Linked DNA regions of Sus scrofa: regions 1 and 2 are each linked to region 3. A link is a contact called in public Hi-C and HiChIP or PLAC-seq data. All regions are on one chromosome and are shown on one strand. The core of a region is the stretch at or near the end of the contact, and the rest is flanking DNA. Distances in the headings are between cores, read along the strand shown.

Region 1 (4,216 bases), core at 1,036-3,535, 170 kb after region 3:
TAATTTATCCTTAACCACACTCAATTACTTTGAGAATAAATGAAATGAAATTTCCCTGAGATTCACAAGACAAAAGGAGTCTTTCTGCCTCCATTTTATATTGCCCAAGTCATTACTTCATTTGAAAATGATGTTTCTTTCATTTTCATTCATGAATACAACAAATTCCTTGTTTTTCAGGGACTTGGCTAGGAGGTAGGGAGCTTAGAATAGGCAAGTCATGGGATTCTCACTCCTACTTCAAGCAGAGAAGCCCACACATATTTATCTGTTTTGCAAACTAGATTTTGTTTGAAAAAATCTGAAAACCAGTGATTGGATGATATATCAGTGACTCCAGGCTGTTCAGGGAGCTGAGAGAAGAGCATGTAATCAAAATCAGAAGGAAAACAGAAGAGCATGTAATTTTTTTAAAAAACCTCACAGGTGATTTTGACACCCCTCCCCCACCCTAATCATATACCACCAACCTAAACTAAGTGTTTAGAATAAAATAATGAAAGAACTGTATGCAATGCACTCATAAAAATCAAGCCTCAGATGATATGAATATCCAGCAGAAGAATCAATTAAAAGATTCACAGATGTTTTTGCTGTGTTTGATTAATAATTTAGCGTGCCTCAGAGTATTTTGAAAAATCTGTCCCCATTTTGAAGTCTATCCAAAGTATACATAGAATTATATCAATAAAGTTGAAACTTTTCTGCAGCAATTGATTCCTTAAAATAAATACAGCAGGAGCAGTCCCTTCCAAACAACTAAAGCCACTGTTGAGCACTACGTTTACACAGCAATTAGAGATATAGGTACTGTGTGTAGCTCAGTGAGGCTGGGCTACTGGATACGCAGGCCTGCTGTGTAGTTTCACTGTTTGCCACCCTGAAAGGAGTACAGTATTCAGTGAAAAGAAACTTTTCTACCACGGAAATGGATTAAACTGGGGGGAAGCATACAGCAAAATTGATTTAAACCAATCATGAGCCTATTTGCAATTCTAGTCTATCGAGCCATCACCACCTCTCACTTTGTATACTCCACAGTGGGTATCTTAGTAGACAGGGAAGCTGGAATAGAGATGTATTTTCCATTCACTTCTATATACCCCTATTCCTGACTAGCCATGGAAAATGAAAAGAAGCAAATACACATTTTACTTCCCAAGTGTTAATCTGCCAGTGAAAGGTTTACTTTTATAACAACCATGAACCTCCAAATACTATAAAAGTCTAGATTACAAAAGAAAGCATTTGGAAAGTGCATAAAGTTGAAGGTCAGTTTATATTATACAGAAAAGATATTCAGTTTAAAATTATGAAGCTTCTTAATTTCCTACAACTTAAATCTTGAAAAGCTGAGTTGAAAATAACAGTCCAGGCCCAAAGTTGCTGCAGCTACTTTACAAAATGATCTTTAACAACCACTCCTACTTTTCCAGCTGTGTACTTTTGTAAGCCACTCCACTAAGTCTTTTCTCAAGGCACTCCATAAAACATACTTAATTCGCCAAAACAGAAGCCTACTAAAAAAGTACTGCAAAGAATTCTACTACCACACTAAGAATAACTCCTTGATTTAAGTGATTTAAAAAATATATATTTAATATCTTGATTTTTAAATTACAAGGGTGGGAGGGCAGATTACATAAATGGTTTCTAACATTTATAAAAGTTTTTAACATATACCAGTCTTGTCATATTTTGGTTCCATCTGAACATTTATTTATTCACTGAGTAAACTACTACATTATACGCCAGACACAATACTAAACAGGATTTGTCTTAGAGGAAATCCTGAGACAGAATTTGTCCTAGAGAAGCCAGGGGTCGTGGAGAAGAGAGGATGGTTACATTTACAGCCCTGTATGATTTTTAGCATGCTCATAAAAGTTAGCACACCAATTCAAAGTTTTCTTGAGCTGCCAAGCAAAAACACAATTGAAGAGTTTGGTTTTATAATGTGATATAATACTAGAACTAAGAATTGGTTCTTAATTAATCCTAGAACTAACACTTAGTTAATACTAGAACTAAGAATAGGTTCTTAGTTAATTGGTTCTTAGTTAGTCCTCTGCTAATGTGATAAAGGACCTGGAGCCTGGAACTTAATGAGTCCTGGAACTCAGGGTGCTCATTCCTGAGATCAAAGAGGTTGACCAGGTAATCTCTGAGGCCCCTTCCAGGTTCAACATTCTCTAATCATTTAGAATTTAAACTGATTCTTAAACTCAGCAGTAAAATTTAAGTTTCTGTTTTAGAAAGAAGAGTGACACCAAGTGGAACAAAGCAGAAATACACAGTTTTGATTTGTTTTTTAAAGCTCAATAGTTACATAATTACAATCCAATGCACTTGTATCTATTACAATTTAGCAGGTATTTATTTACAATACAGCACAGACACTCCCAGTACTGAAGCAGGTGGAGGTATTCAATCAATGAACTAAACCAACCACTTACTTTCAGAGCCAGGAGGAGTCTTATTAGGTTTGCCAGCCTGATCTCTCAAAACTTGTGCTTGTAAATTTAAGACTTCGGCTTCGATGACTTTGCATTAGATTTGTAGATTAATTTTGGGAGAAATGACATCTTTATAATAGAAAGTCGCCAATCAGGAATATGATATGTCTCTTACAGCAGCTCTTCTCCTTAAATTCATATATTTAAAACTTATATGTAGTTTAATTTGTTTTTGTCAGAAGTCTATATGGTTTTGACTTTTGGCAGAAAGTGTCAATATTACACAATTATTGTTTCTTCTAACATCTTTATGGTTTTTACTTTGTAATCCATTTGAAATTGATTCTGGTATAAGCTCTGAAGAAGACATCTTACTTTATTTTAGCCAGTTATCCCATTCATTTTCCCCCAATGATTTGAAATGCCATTTAAAAAATGTACATTTTAAAAAAGTACATTCTTACATACATATGGTTTTGTTTCTTTCTTTTCTTTTCTTTTTTTTTTTTTTTTTAGCGATGCAACTACAACATACGGAAGTTCCTGGGTGAGGGGTCGAATCAGAGTTGTAGCTGCCAGCCTTCGCCACAGCCACAGCAACGCAGGATCCAAGCAACGTCTGCAACCTAGACAAAAACTCACAGCAATGCTGGATCCCAAACTTACTGAGCGAGGCCAGGGATGGAACCCACAGCCTAATAATTCCTAGTCAACCTCATAATTACTAGTCGGATTCATTTCCACTGAGCCACAAGGGGAGCTACTGTGTGGCTTTGTTTCTGACTGATTTGCTTCATTAATCTGTCATTACATTCTGGTTTCAGCACTACACTCCTAGCTACTTTTTATCTATCATCTATTTTAATACCTGATAGACTGCTTCCTTCTTTATCATCATCTTTTTTCAACATTTTCCTGGCCATCTTTACATGTTTATTCTAAACTTTATAATCATTTTGTTAAATGTGCCCAAAACAGTTTCATTGGGACTTTGTGATCAGGACTGTGTTATACTTCAATTCAGTGCGAACTGATACTTTTAAAGATTTCTAGAAAAATAATATTTATATTAATATTTATAAATCTTCCCAGGTGTTATTAAGGCCTATCATGTCATAAAAGCAAGTCTCTTACATTATCATATATGCAACTAAAAAAAAATGTTAAAAAGATCTATACCAAGGACACCCTCGTTACACTCATTATGTGGCATGACAAACCTCCTTCTGTCTCAATATCAGCATGTTTATGGTCATTTAAGAAGTTATTTTATTTCCTTAATTGCCCTTACCCTCAATCTGCAAATTTCTACCTTATTCACAAGACTATCGTGAGTTACCTTGTCAAAGGCCTTGTTGAAGTCCAAATCTGCTATTTCTATCACATATGCTTTATCTACTACTCCAAAAACTTAGGAAGAAACTGGGTTACTCTTATCAAATACAACTTGATATGAGTAAATCCAACACCTTGATATTAATAAATCCATCCCAGGCCTAGTGCCGACCATTTACTTTCCCAGGTACCTACAAATCATCTTCACATATTTTAAACTCTTACCTGTGATGGATTAATCAGAAAGAATCAAATGTCGCCAATTTAAGAAAAAAACTGGATGTGGGATAGTTTAGCTACCTTATTTTTTTTTTTCTCATTTTACTGGAGTATAGTTACTTTAGAAAATGAATGGTTCTGGGGAATTCCCGTTGTGGTGCAGCAGAAAGGAATCCAACTGGTATCCATGAGGATGCATGTCTGAT
Region 2 (4,055 bases), core at 228-2,727, 150 kb after region 3:
CTATTAATTTTTATATATTGATCTTGTATCCTACAACCTTGCTAAACCAACTTATTAATTCTAATAACTTTCATATAGATCCTAAAGGATATTCTAGGTAGATGATCACCCCATCTGCAAAGAAAGGCAGGTTTACTTTTTCCTTTCCAATCTGGATGCCTTCTATATATCTCTCTTGCCTTACTACACTGGCTAAAACTTCCACACAACATTGAAGTGGCAACGATGAACATACTGCCTTGTCCCTGATTTTTAGGGAGAAAGCACACAATCTTTCACTGTTGTGATATTAAATTATAGATTCTACATAGATTTTTCATATTTACCCCTTATATCCCTAGTGCAGTAAGACATTTCATCAGGAAAGGATGTTGAATTTTGTGAAATGCATTTTAATTTGTCATTTACACTGAGTAACTTGCAAATATTAAACCAATCATGCATTCCCAGGATATACTCCATTTTGTTATAATACATTATCTGTTTTATGTATTGGATTTGATTTGCTAAAATATTGTTCAGTTTTATACCTATATTCATGGCAGCCAGGCTGTAAGATGACCCCCAATGATCTGCCTCCCTTGAGCAGTCCTCTCCTGTATTATTCCACAATAATTGACCAATATAGTGTAAGTATTGCTGTGTCACTCCTGAGAATAGCTTACAGAAGACACTGTGGCTTCCATCTTGCTTGCTCTCTCTCACTTGGATCACTCATGCTGAGGAAAGCTAGCTTCCATGTTATAAGCATTCCTATAGAGAGGTCCACACAGCAAAAGAATTGAGGCCTCTTGCCAGTGGCCATATGAGTGAGTTTAACATCAGATTCTCCAGCCCTAGTCAAGCCTTCAGATGACTTCCACCTTGGATGATAGATTGATTACAACCTGATGAGAAAACCTAAGCCAGAATCATCTAGCTAAGCCACTCTCTGAATTCCAAATCCTCAGAAACTAAGAAAATACATGTTTTGTTATGAAGCAATAAAAATAACAGACATTAAATTACATGGAACAGTTTGACCTTTTCTGGCCTTGTTTTTAAGCTTTGTTAGGCTGCAGAAGAACTCAATCTAAGCAAGACCTTTCTTAGTACTTTACTCAATACCCTGTGAATAACGAGGATTTCCATTCCAGGTACTGTTCTTTCTGTTCTTTCAGATGGTTCTTTCCTCAGCCTCAAGTGGCCTCTCTGTTCACAGGTGTACTAATGATGCTCACCTGAATACTCAAAGGAGTACCTCTGCAGATTTCGTTTTCTTTGTGCAGCTCTCTCCTACATAGTATGCTGCCCTATGAATTCCAGCTACTTTGGCTTTCCCAAACTCTCAGGTCCATATCCTCAACTTTCCTGGTTCCTCCTTCCTATGCTATGGCCTATAAATTCTCTCCAGACAGCTAGCTGGGACAGTCATTACTTCATTTGTTTCCTGTCTCCCAGGGATCACTGACCTTCACGGCCTGATGTCCAATGACGTCAGGACTATTGCTTCATTTATTTACTCTGGTGTTTCACATAGGAAGGCAAACCAGGTTAGTCTTTCTTAAGTTCCAGAAAAACAGAACAAATAGGATGTGTGTATATAAAGAAATATTATTTTAAGGAATTAGTTCATGCAATTATTGAGACTGACAAGTCCAAAATCTGTAGGGTAGACTGGAAGCCTGGAGAGCCAAAGAAGAGACAATCTTGCCCTTCAAGTTAAAAGGCCATCTGCTGGCAGACTTCCTTTTTGCTCAGGGGGGGTCAATCTTTGTTCTATTAAGGATGGTCAACCAGATGGGACTAGGCCCACCTACACAATGAAGGGCAATCTGCTTTACTCAAAGCTCAACAATTTAAAGGTTACTCTTACCCAAAAACACCCTCACAGAAACATCCAGAATAACGTTTGACCAAATATCTAGGCACCATGGCCCAAACAAGTTGACACATAAAATTAACCCTCATAGTAGTTTAAGGAAATAAATAATTACATTGAGTGTGAGGAACCTAGATAAAAAGACACAAATATAAAGTCAAAAAGTACCTGATTTTTAAAAATTGAATTTATGAGTATAACTCATGGCGTATTTTTCTTTTTCACAAAAAGCCAAAATGTATATTTTCTAACCCAGTTCCCTAAAAGGGTCTAGAACCTCTAGTAATGAATATTACATGTGCCTAGATTAAAGTATCGAAATACCATTTCTTATTAAAAGGAACCAAAGCATTTTGGAGCCATAGCTTCCTTTGGCAAGCTGGACTACTTTCTCACTACTGGGCACCCTTTTAAGGGCTTGTGATCTCATCTGAAGGTGACTTCATAGGAATTACCCAAATTTAACTGTACTGGGTGAGTCACAGCTCCTGGGAGCATGCAGAGAGGAGTATGGGTGCCACAACTCCCAGAAACTCACTCCTGGCACAGACCTTGACTCTATCATTATTTACACTCTCATCTCAGAGAGAACTGGATCTTCCTAGAATGTGGTCTAGGCCCTTTTTGGCGCAAGAGTGCAGGCTTGATTCCACAAGTGAATTTAGATTTAGATTTAGGAACCTAAATCTTCATTGCAAGAAAATCTCCCCTAAATAAAGTCAGAAAAGTGAATGTGTCAGAATAAATGTGTTAGTAAATATATTTTATGAAACAACTATACAGGTATACAAAAATAATCTGTCTAGAGTAAGGCTGGACATATTTAAGTTGGTTCTAAGACCTCTTGTGATACCAGAAAGCAAAGAAGGTATGAAAGAATACTGGAGTTAGATCAGAAGAACACAGGAGACAATTCGAAGGGGCTCAGTGGCCAACAGTAATGACAAATGACTAATGTATGAAAACACATCAAGAATAATTTTTTTAAATCCATGAATGCATACTAATACTCAGAATTAGAGAGGACTTCATGATCACCTTTGGAGTGATGCTAGAACATAACTCATTATCTGGAAACTTATAAAAAGGAAAAGAATCAAGCATTCTACTGCTTTTAACTGGATGACAGGTTTTCTTTACAAATAATTCTTGCTAATAAATACAAAATAAAAAATAAAAAAAATTCCATTTTTCAACCCCTAAGAGAAATAATGGCTCTAGGAAACAATCATCAATAGCTGCTAAGAGATAAAATGAAAGGTTCATGGGGAACTTTATAATGACTGGATCAAGTCGACAATACCTAAATTAAAAATACTGATCAACCTTAACATCCCAAAGAAACAGTTATGTGTCTTCTAATGAAATTCAATAGGGAGTATATGCAGAACTATCTATGAAGTATTTTTTATCAAAAGAAAGATCATCAATCTGATCAAACCTCATATTCAACTACAGCTTTCTGAAAATGTAAAAGTAAGAGGAAAATGTTAAAGGACATGATGAAAATGAAATCCCAAATTTACAAAATGACACTGGAGAAATAAGAAGTTGTTTTCCAACAAATAAATTAAAAAAAAAAAAAAGAGGGAGGATGACCTGGATAGAATTAAAAACATTTAAGAGACATAACAGCCAAAATGTAATAAATTAACTGAATCAGAACCTGATTTCAAATAAATAAATATTTTTAAAAAATATATGTGATACTTGGGTAAATTTGAACACTGGCTGGATATCAGATGATGTCTTAGTCTGTGTAGGCTGCTACAACAAACATGCCATAGACTGTGTGAATTATAAACAACAGAAATTCATTTTTCGCATTTTTGGAGGCTGGGAAGTCCAAGTTCAAGGCGCTGGCAGACTTGGTGTCTGGTGAGTTTCCGCTTAACTGGTTCATAGATGAATGGCTCTCTTTTCCCTGCCTCCTCACAGGATGGAATGGGCAAGGGGTCTCTTTGATAACGGCATTAATCCTATTCACAAGGAGTCAACCCACATAACCAAATCTCCTCTGAAAGGCCTTATCTCCTAATCTTATCACACTGAGGGTTAGATTTCAACATAAGAATTCTGGGAGGACACAAACAGCCAGTCTACACCAGATGATATTAGAGAATTATTAATAAGATTTCTAAGGTGTGTGGTTTTACATAAATATAAAATAGAATTTTATCTCTTAGATATAATC
Region 3 (3,686 bases), core at 281-2,780:
ATTCTGAAGATTCGGTAGTGAACATGACAAATAAAATGATTCTACATTCTGGTAGGGGAAACAGACAAAAGATACTAGCTTTTAATAATCAAACAGGAAAACTGGCTGTTTGACACTAGCTATTATTAGCTATTACTAAATCAGGTAGTGTGACAAAACTATGGAAAACACTAAAACGTGGTACAGGGATAAAAATGATGGTGGGTGAAAGGAGGAGTTCTTTTAGGCTACAACCTTCACCAGAAGCTTTGCTTTACTTGTTTACCTCTTGTTGAAACTGTAAGCAATTTTGAGAATAGCAATCATTTCAGATTCTTCCTTTGCCCCTTCAACATAGAGTCAAATAAATGTTCAACATTAGATGGTCAGCCATTAGATGGTCAACACACACTTGCCAAATAAATAAGCAGACAAAGTGGTAGAGAGATGGGTAGGTGGGTGGAAGGGTGAATGCAAGAATTAATGAATGGAGACTGTGAACTTCACCACATGTTGAATTCTTCAGAGCAGCTGCTATGATTGATTCATTTCTCTGTCTCCCAAAGTGCCTGGGCATAGAAGGTACTCAGCCCACATTTGAAAAAAAAAATACCCTTCTCAGCAGGGTATTCAGGGGGCAGTGCTTTCCCCAAGGAGGGCCAAGATTTGTTAGCACGAATGCCATCTTGTTCCCAGCTCACAACAACCTCCAGAGAGGGATGCTCTTTCTGCTCTTTCAAGGGCTTTGTTGGCATTTGCATGAGAGGAAGAGAAGTTCTGACATGAATATTAGTCAGTGGAGGATCTCCAAATCAAGCCAGAGTAAGGCTCTGGGCCCCAAGTTATAAACCCTTTTCAGACAATGAAGTAGAGTTGGTGGTCCACAAGTTGAGACCAAGGAATACAAGGATGAGGAAAGGGAATTCAGAGACAAGAGCCAGCAAAGCAGCCATTAAGGAAAGTTTCTTGATGAATCAGTATTGCCAGAGGCCTCACAGAAAGGACACAGGAAAAGAGGCAAGCTGATCTTGGATGGCCTTTCTCATCCTAGTGGGTCTTTGGAACCAGGATGAACCTTGGCCCAGGGCAACCAACGTGGCACTTCTCAGCAGTACCAGTGTGGTTTTCCTATTGACTATGTCTATTTTTGGTAAACTTCTGTGGAAGGGATTCCAGCCAATAGTGAAGACAGAACTGCCAAGTAGGCTCAAGTCCTAAATGTCAGGTCCCCTTCTTTCCCCCAGTCTACTTCATCATTTATCAGAGCCCATCAATCTGCCTCTGAGCTCCACATTATGAGATAGAAAGCAGCATCAAAAAGCAGAAAATAGCAAGGAAAGCAAGAGACCCTGCAGCAAAGAAGTATCACCTGATTTTGCCTTTTGAGTTGTCTTGGTGCTTTCCTGACGCTTCTGCTATCCACCAATCTCCTGGACAGAGAGGCCAACTCATTTTTCGAGTTTCCCAGAGTGGAAAACTACTGGCACTGGCTGCTGCATGCCCAGGCGGAAACTCGCTCCATCCTGAGCTCTGGTAGGGCCTGGCAAGCAGGCTGAGGAGAAGCAGCTGCCACCAGGCCCCAGCTTCCAAGAATTACTTTCACACTGTGCTGCCAAAGTTGGGAGCCTGAAAGGGCTGCTTGTTCCATAATGTTTACCATCTCACTGTTAGCTCTAGACCACAAGCTCCCCCGTCAATGAGTGTTCTATATGCAGCTTCCAGGAAAACACACACATGGCACACATGAGGCCTGGGGCAAGGAGAGCCAACAGCTGGGCCTCTTCGGGCACAGAGAAGATACAATTTGACCGACAGAAGTGGGGGTGGGGAACTGTGTGTGCAGTTATGTGGGTCAGCTGGGGGACCCAAGACAGTCCATGGCCTAAAGGAACATCTGGACCATAAAGCTTTAGAGCCAAGACTTTAGGAAACCAACCCTCTGATGGCTCCATGTTAAATATCAGAACTTCTGAGGCCCAGAGAGGTGAATTGACTTACTCAAAGATGTACAGCTGACTAGTGTAGTCAGGACTGAAGTTCAGATCTCCTGATCCTCGGTTCCTCTTTCATCAAGCCTGGCCACCTTGACCTAGTTTTTCTAGCTTGAGAGGGAATAAGGTGGTCTGATTAAAGTGTGATTTGGGCCCCTTCTTTCCACAAGCTCTATTAGCAGGCTACTTCAGACTGGATCACTATGCAGGTACATATCTACATGATGGGATCTTGCTAGGTGCCAAGGAAAATTATTTGGGTTCCTATAGATACAAAGAGGCTATTTTGCCAAGACCTCTTTTGCCCAACTTGAAATTTCATATAAGAATAGCCCTCTAAGGGACCTGCCATATAGCAGAGGTAACTCTAATCAATATTCTGTGATAACTTATATGGGAAAAGAAACTGAAAAAGAATGGATATGTGGATGCATATAACAGAATCACCTTGTTGTACAGCAGGAATTATCACAACATTGTAAATCAGCTATACTTCCATAGTTTAAAAAAAAAAAAAAGAATAGCTCTTTATTATTTCAGTTTTCCTAAAAGCCCAAAATACTTTGCAGAAACAAATATTGCAGAGCTCCAGAAGAGAGGTCCCCAAGCTGTAATGGATTTCTTGTTACTGAGATGAGGGTCAGATGAGATAAGTTCTTACTCCTGGTTAACAAAGTTAATAAAAGCCTCATAGTAAAAATAGAGTGCCCTTTCCTTCAACAAGGAGGCAAGTGATAGAGACAGCTGGGTAACTATGCGTTAAGAGCTGAGAAAGAAGCTGCTGCATAGTTTAGAATCATCATAGATCCATGCTTAAAACTTGATTCTGCTACTTCCAAATTGTGGAACCCAAGACAAGTTACTAAGCCTCTCTGCACCTCAATCTCCTCACCCTCAATAACACTGCCAAGCAGGGTTGTTGTAAGGATTTAATATACTGTATACAAAGAACATAGCACACTTCATGAGAGGCAGTAGGGAATCACTAAATAATATCTAAGAGAAAGAGAGGGGTCATTTGTTTTAAATATTACATTCACTCTTTCTTAAGCAATTCAGAGGTTTTATGGCTTTGGGAAGGATTTTTAAGCCTTTAGCCTCTCAGTTTAATGACAATAATAGTACTTGTTTATAAGAATACTATAAGGAGATATGAGTAAACATATGTCAAGTACTTAGATAGTAATGTTTAGAGCAGAGCAATGCTTAGAGAAGTAACATTTAATAAAGATTAGATGTTATTTATTTTTCAATAATTTTACTCTAATTCACTCTAAAAAAATATTGGAGTTGGCTTCCAAAGCTGTATAAGATACTAAGTAAATAAATAAACAAGCAAATAAGTGAAGGAATGTAGGAAAAGGAAAAAAATAGGGACGATTCAAAGCTATGGATAAATCCCAAAACATGTTACACTTGGTTCTTTACTGTTTGCTGGGATAGTCCTCACATTTGACTCTGAGCTTCCTACTAGCCAGTTCAAGAAGCAAAGTATAATCAGTTAACATGAATCACAAGGGCAACAAGGTAAAAGCTAAACTTTAATTTTTGTTTCCAAGTGGGATGGAGTAGCCTGCAGTAAGCAATGCTCCCCCTGAGGATAACTAGAAGAGCTAGATAAAATTTAAAAAAATCATCTACTTGAAGGCATCTGATAGTTGCTGAGGTAGTGAGAACAGAGGCACTGCTACTTCAGAAAAGGGAGAATTTGTAGTC

What was found. Hi-C and Micro-C count contacts between places; a contact is called where the count stands out from the background. HiChIP or PLAC-seq counts read pairs in DNA pulled down with a chosen protein or histone mark.
Region 1: an H3K27ac HiChIP or PLAC-seq map of skeletal muscle shows a contact between it and region 3. The contact joins two enhancer-like sites. A contact is called at or near these places in 2 of 47 Hi-C or Micro-C datasets (embryonic fibroblasts and liver) and 2 of 2 datasets of contacts at active chromatin or transcription factors (alveolar macrophages and skeletal muscle).
Region 2: a contact with region 3 is called in a Hi-C map of liver, with 6 times the contacts expected there. The contact joins two enhancer-like sites. A contact is called at or near these places in 2 of 47 Hi-C or Micro-C datasets (embryonic fibroblasts and liver) and 2 of 2 datasets of contacts at active chromatin or transcription factors (alveolar macrophages and skeletal muscle).

Annotation. Positions count from the first base shown.
Region 1 is chr4:87,970,531-87,974,746 of Sscrofa11.1, forward strand. All of the region lies in intron 5 of UAP1 (UDP-N-acetylhexosamine pyrophosphorylase), which reads right to left. Among named protein-coding and RNA genes, the nearest start is that of UAP1, 21 kb to the right of the region's middle. Within about 2 kb of position 2,286, at least 7 of the 83 cell types and tissues checked have an H3K27ac peak or open chromatin away from gene starts, as enhancers often do. A contact at or near this core is called in skeletal muscle, where this site is marked.
Region 2 is chr4:87,950,759-87,954,813 of Sscrofa11.1, forward strand. No RefSeq gene overlaps it. Among named protein-coding and RNA genes, the nearest start is that of DDR2, 41 kb to the left of the region's middle. Within about 2 kb of position 1,478, at least 1 of the 83 cell types and tissues checked has an H3K27ac peak or open chromatin away from gene starts, as enhancers often do. A contact at or near this core is called in liver, where this site is marked.
Region 3 is chr4:87,798,036-87,801,721 of Sscrofa11.1, forward strand. The region is part of intron 3 of DDR2 (discoidin domain-containing receptor 2); the gene reads right to left. Among named protein-coding and RNA genes, the nearest start is that of HSD17B7, 57 kb to the left of the region's middle. Within about 2 kb of position 1,531, at least 14 of the 83 cell types and tissues checked have an H3K27ac peak or open chromatin away from gene starts, as enhancers often do. A contact at or near this core is called in liver and skeletal muscle, where this site is marked.